Linked DNA regions of Mus musculus: region 2 is linked to region 1. A link is a contact called in public HiChIP or PLAC-seq data. All regions are on one chromosome and are shown on one strand. Each heading gives the region's core, a stretch centred on a gene start, on an enhancer-like site or on the middle of the called end of the contact. The rest is flanking DNA. Distances are from core to core; before and after follow the strand shown.

The links. HiChIP or PLAC-seq counts read pairs in DNA pulled down with a chosen protein or histone mark.
Region 2: a contact with region 1 is called in an HNF4G HiChIP or PLAC-seq map of pancreatic cancer cells. The contact joins the enhancer-like site here to the promoter of Eya2 in region 1. A contact is called at or near these places in 1 of 15 datasets of contacts at CTCF or cohesin (CD8 T cells), 3 of 484 Hi-C or Micro-C datasets (embryonic stem cells and uterus), 3 of 115 datasets of contacts at active chromatin or transcription factors (embryonic stem cells and pancreatic cancer cells) and 2 of 9 other capture datasets (adipose tissue and liver).

What each region holds. Positions count from the first base shown.
Region 1 is chr2:165,593,627-165,596,396 of GRCm38.p6, reverse strand. It overlaps Eya2 (EYA transcriptional coactivator and phosphatase 2), which reads right to left and starts at 1,369. Exons shown (of 16, transcript NM_001271963.1): 1 at 1,133-1,369.
Region 2 is chr2:165,631,883-165,634,652 of GRCm38.p6, reverse strand. All of the region lies in intron 1 of Eya2 (EYA transcriptional coactivator and phosphatase 2), which reads right to left. Among named protein-coding and RNA genes, the nearest start is that of Eya2, 38 kb to the right of the region's middle. Within about 2 kb of position 1,397, at least 30 of the 459 cell types and tissues checked have an H3K27ac peak or open chromatin away from gene starts, as enhancers often do. A contact at or near this core is called in pancreatic cancer cells and uterus, where this site is marked.

The DNA of each region.
Region 1 (2,770 bases), core at 120-2,619:
GCTGACCCATGCTCTGGTCATAGAAAATTCTTTCATCCTAGCATCAAGGGCTTGTGGAATTAATAGAATCGGCTTCAAATACAACCACTGTCCCCAGTTATAGTTTCCTTGGGGCGGGAGTTCCCGACTCAGACATAATTCAAATGCTTCCCTGGTGTTTGTAAATCCTAGTACTTTCTCTCACTTCGTTAAACCTTCCCACCAGGAGTGGCTTCTGTACCTCGCACGACATATTTATATATAATATCGCGTTATATATTATATATACTTAAAGTCGTTAAAAGTTATGTAGCATTTCAGACTGAGGCGGGAAGAGGGAGGGAGGATAGGCGATAGCGTTTCTGCCTTGCTTTTTCCACAGGCAAGGAGCGAGGGCTGTCAAGTCTGAGCCCTGGGATGGTTTTGGGGCCCAATGTGCCTTGCAAGAAAATCTCACATTCAACTGCGGAGTAAAGAAAGCACTTTGAGGCTTTAGCGATGGGACACCTCTCCCAGTCCTGCTTCCCTAATACTCCGTGAGCGTGAGAGCTGTTTGAAATGCAATGAAGCAGCTAGGGCTAGTCCACAGCTGCCTGGCTATAGTAACTCAGGTCCGCGCGCTCTCCCCTTACTATGAAACCCAGTCTAAGCGTCCTGATGAAAAGTTGTGTTAAGTTTCAGCTTCAGAGTGAGCGCCCTGAGCTGGACCAGTGCGGGCTACAGGATAGTAAAGACTTTTCAAAAGAAAATCGACGTGGGGGAGGCTGGGCCACGGGCCCCAAGTTCCAGCGAGTTGCACAGCTCCTCGGCCACCCACAACCCCAGCCTTCGGACATCAGCTTGTCTCTTGGATCCTTTGGGTACAATCCGAGATTCAGCACGAGTCTCCTGAGTCTCCTCCGAGGCCAAACAACAAACCAAACGCAGAGACCCGGCCGCGTCCTGCACTTGTCCGGCGCACTGGAGTTGCTAACTTCAGTCACTGCGCCCCGCACCCCCCCTCACCTGGAACACAAGGGGAAACTGAGGCCCTGAGACCCAAAGGGATCTCAAGACTGGATCTGCTGCCGGCGGCCGAGTTTCCGCTCCTTTAGTGTCTACGGGGTCCCCGGGAGACGCGGTCCCACCCGGTGTCCCCGAGCGCGGTACTCACCCGCACAGTGCAGAGTCGTCCCGAGCGGGCCAGGCCGGGAGATGGCACGCGGAGCGAATGTCGCAGGGCTGCGGCAGCCTCCTGTGCCGGGGACCGGCCCCCTGTCCCGGCCGCGGGTCTCCTGCGCCCCCGCCGGGCCGCGCCGTGCGTGGGGGCCGCGGGGCGCGGCGCTGGCTCCGGGCGGGGAGTCGGCCCTGCAGTGCGCGCTGCTCTCGCTGCCGCCGCTGCGCTCCCGGAGGAGGGACGCGCCGGCCTCCTCCCTGCGGCGACGCCCACGCCGCCTCCCGGCCCCGCAGCGTCCTCACCGTGGCCAGGCGCGGCCCCAGAGAGTCAGCAGCGCAGACGGGGACCGCACACATGCATTCATCCGCCCATCATCCACCCACCCATCATCTATCTATCTATCTATCTATCTATCCATCCATCCATCCATCCATCCATCCATTCATTCATTCATCCATCCATCCTCCATCCACTCGACTGTCCGTGCCTGGTCAACTGCTCCACTACAATAAGACCAACTCGTTTTCTGTCATCCTGGAACTTTGCATCCACGTTGAGAGTGGGAATCACGAACAAAGAATCCAGGGAAAAAGGCAGCTGAAGAAAGTTGTAAATACCAAGGAGAGGGAAAGAAGGGCTTGTGGGTGGCCGGGCAGCAGAGCGGTCCAGGAAGATGTCTCTGTGGAGGTGTCACCTCAATTACAGGAAAGTGTGAGTGTGAGGGTGAGCGTGTATGTATTAGGCCAGAGGTCAGCAGTACTGTTTTTGTCAATAGCTCTCCCCCCACCCCCCAACGCAAGGTTTCTTTTTGAAGATGGAGGTTTTTGATTCAGGATTCAGCTGGAGGGGCTGGCCAGCAAGCTTGCTCCAGGGATCCTCCTGCCTCTGCCTCTTAGGCGACGCATTATAGGCACCTGCTGCCACGCCTAGCATTTTACTTAGCTACTGGGGATCTGAACTCAAGCCCTTCTGCTAGCATGGTGCTTTAATGACTATGCCATTCCCCAGTCCCAGTGCCTCCCTTATGGGGGCTCAGCTGGCTTCAGATTACTACTGCTGCTGCTCAGATACTGGGACTTCAGGTGTCTCCAAGTCAGGCTTTGGGTCCCTTAGCCAAACCAGTCAGTCTCTGGGCCCCTTATGAGTCCCTAGTGGGAAACTAGAAATGGGCCTCAGCTGGACCCCAGAGGTGAAAGATCTATTCCAAGTTTACACACGCCAGCTTCTTTTGGCTTCTCTAGCTGTGCTCAGGATAGATTAGGTGACTCTGAACTCTGACTTGTTCCAGAAGCTCCTGCTCTAGAAGATCTGATGCCCTCTGCTGGCCTCTGCAAGCACTGCACTCACATGCACAATTCCCCCCCCCCCCCCCAAATACAGACAATAAAAATAAAACTAGGGGCTGGAGGGATAGCTCGACAGTTAAGGGTCCTGTTACTCTTGCAGAAGACCCTGGTTAAGTTCCCAGAACTCACATGGCAGCTAATAGCTATCCTAACCAGGCCTGCACATGGTACACAGACATACGTACAAGCAGGATGCTCATACACAAAAAATCAAATCAAGTCGGAACCAGTTGTGAACCCTTTCCTTGATTTAGAGAGATAATCACCTGTATGTGTAATTCTTTAAAAG
Region 2 (2,770 bases), core at 148-2,647, 38 kb before region 1:
GGCCAGAGGAGGAGGAGGAAGTTCACGGCATGAGCAGGCACTGGCAAGCAGCCTCAGCTGCTAGCTGGTACCATCTGCTAGGTAAAGAGACCCAGGACCCGAGGCCATTGCTAACTCTCAACACCCTGCAAGAAGGGACTGGAGAGATGGTCCTGTTGGTAAAGTGCCTGCTCAGCAAGCATGGGGACCTGAGTTCTATCCCTTGTAAAAGCCATGCGTGCCGTGCGTGACACCTGTAACTGAAGTTCTGGGGAGAAGGGTGAGATGGGAGGGCCCCTGGAGTTTGCTGGCCAGCCAATCTGACAAACTCGAGGCCATTTCAGTTCCAAGGGATCTGATGCCTTCTTCTGGAATCTGCGCACACAAAAATGGAAGTGTGCGCATGCATACACATGTGTACACACACACACACACACACACACACACACACACCCCACATACATCCAACAGTGCTTACACATGCATACACATGCTTACACATGCATACACATGTACACACACACACACACACACACACACACACACACCACATACATCCAACAGTGCTTAGCCTGAGTGCTGAGGCTATCCTTGTCCTAAGCACATGGGATCCCACACACCGAGTCTTCCAGAAGCTCAGGTAAGCCATCTCAGTATTTTCTGCATTTCAGAACCTCTCCAGGGCCCACTATCAACAGCTGGTGGCCTAGCTAGATTGTCTTGGTACCCTCACCTCCCCGTCAAAGAGCTGAGGGACGTCTTCAAAGCTGGCTGAGCCCAGCCGCGTCCAGCCAGGGACTGCTGCACAAGATGAGGCAGACAGAGCAAAGACACAGCCCCTCATTACATCGTGCCCAGAGGTGAAGAGCGCCCCACATCTCAAACCATCAACCAAGACTCTAAAGGACTCAGTATCTAGAGTATTCTCAGACCAAAGAAACAAGGTCTATCTGGCCTCTCAGTGGCCAGTGTTGTGAAAGGCCCAAGTCTTAAAACCAGGTGGTGCCTCTGTGGTACACACTGGGCAGCGGGCAAATGGGTCCTTTTCCCATGAACTGGAGATGTCGTAATGTTGGTTAAAGACAGGAAACCTGAGCTTTCAGGATGCCATCAGCTTGTCCCCAGTACCCAGCCACCGTGACTCTACTTGGCCAACCCTTAAAGAGCTCTTAAGTGTAACCAGGCTCTATTTACTTACAGCCTGTATCCAGGTGACAGTGCCACATCCCCCGTGCTGTTGGGGTGAAGATGCCTAGGACCCCATTTGACAGGTGAGGTGGCTGAGGTCCAGAAGGTGAGACTACCAAGGACCGGGGACTTTCCTGCTGCTTACTGTGGGGCAGGGTGACCAAGGAGTGTCTTTGCCTCCACACCCCTTCCTGCTAGCTGGGCCTCTTACGACTCAGCATTCTTCTGGAGGCCGGGCAATACTTGAGACATAGCCCAGCAAGCAGTGCCAGAATATTCCGAGAGTGCCAGGTCCTCTGAGGAGGAGTGACACAGCCAAGAGTTCAGAGAGTTTTCTGGAGAGCTGGCAGGAGCCGGTCTTGTCTTTCCTCCCAGATCAGAGATGAAAGAGCTGAAGTGAACAGAGCCTCAAGCAGAGCAGGTGCCAGCCCAGCTCCTGCTGATCCCAGCTGCGCATAGGTCGGGTCACCTTCTGCACCACCTAGCAAGAGGCCAAGGCTGTCGTTGTCCCAACGCCAGTACAGCTCTAAGCAATGGCCACAGCATCAGATGACCACTCCAGATGGAACCTTTGACATCTTGTCCCCACCCCACCTCCCGACCCTTGTCCCTGGGTCTGGAAAAGCTGTCTGAATCATACACACGGACTGACTCCCAGGACCACCGAGCTACAACTCTTCCTGTTTGGACCAACGGACTGCAATAAAGCTGCTTTCTGTCACAACCATTCCCAGACATAGGGAAAAATGGAGGGAGGGGGCACTGTTGTTGAATACAGTCAACTCCCTATGCCAGGAAGAAAAAAATGACCCCCCCACCCCCAGGAAAGAGCAGTAGGGAGGGGGTGTTGGGGGAGGGATGGCTCCGTGGGTAAGGTGCAGCTTGGTGGGTAAGTGCGAGGACCTGAGTTCCAATCCCTCGAACCTAAATGAAATGCTGGGCATGGTGGCACCAAGGAGGTGGAGACAGAAGGATGCCTGCAACTCTCTGACCAGCTGGTCTTGCCAGTTGGTGAGCTCTGAGTTCAGGGAGAGATCTTGTCTGAAAATGAGATGAAACAAAACAAAACAAAACAAAACAAAACTAGACAGCAATAGAAAAAAGACTCACCCCACTGACCCCCAGCCTTCCCATGCATGCACACACAAGGCACACACACCACAGAGGCCCAGGAAGATAAAAAATGGAGTGTGTGGACGGCTTCCTGCCTGGGAGGTATTTTACCCAGGCACAAAGGAGGCCGCCAGTGTGGGTTCATTTTCTTCCTGCTTTGGGAAGGAAGGAGGAAGGGAACGGGGACCACGCACACGCCAGCCTCCTTTGCTTCTGCCCTGATGCTCCACCCAGACAGGTGCTGTGGCCAACAGAAGCATGAGGTATAAGCCGGAAGCAACACGGGCTGAGACCATTCAAGCCCATCTTCCAGATGGAACCTCTTGTGCAAACTCCAGCTGCAGCCTCCTTGGGGCCTGCACTGCTCCTGTCTGCCCATGGAGGGCCATACCCGAGGGCACGTTAGCGTACTTCTCATTAACACATCTGTGAGGGCTGTATATTCTCTCCATGCCAAGAGAAGGTGATAGCAGGAGTAGACACGTTGGTT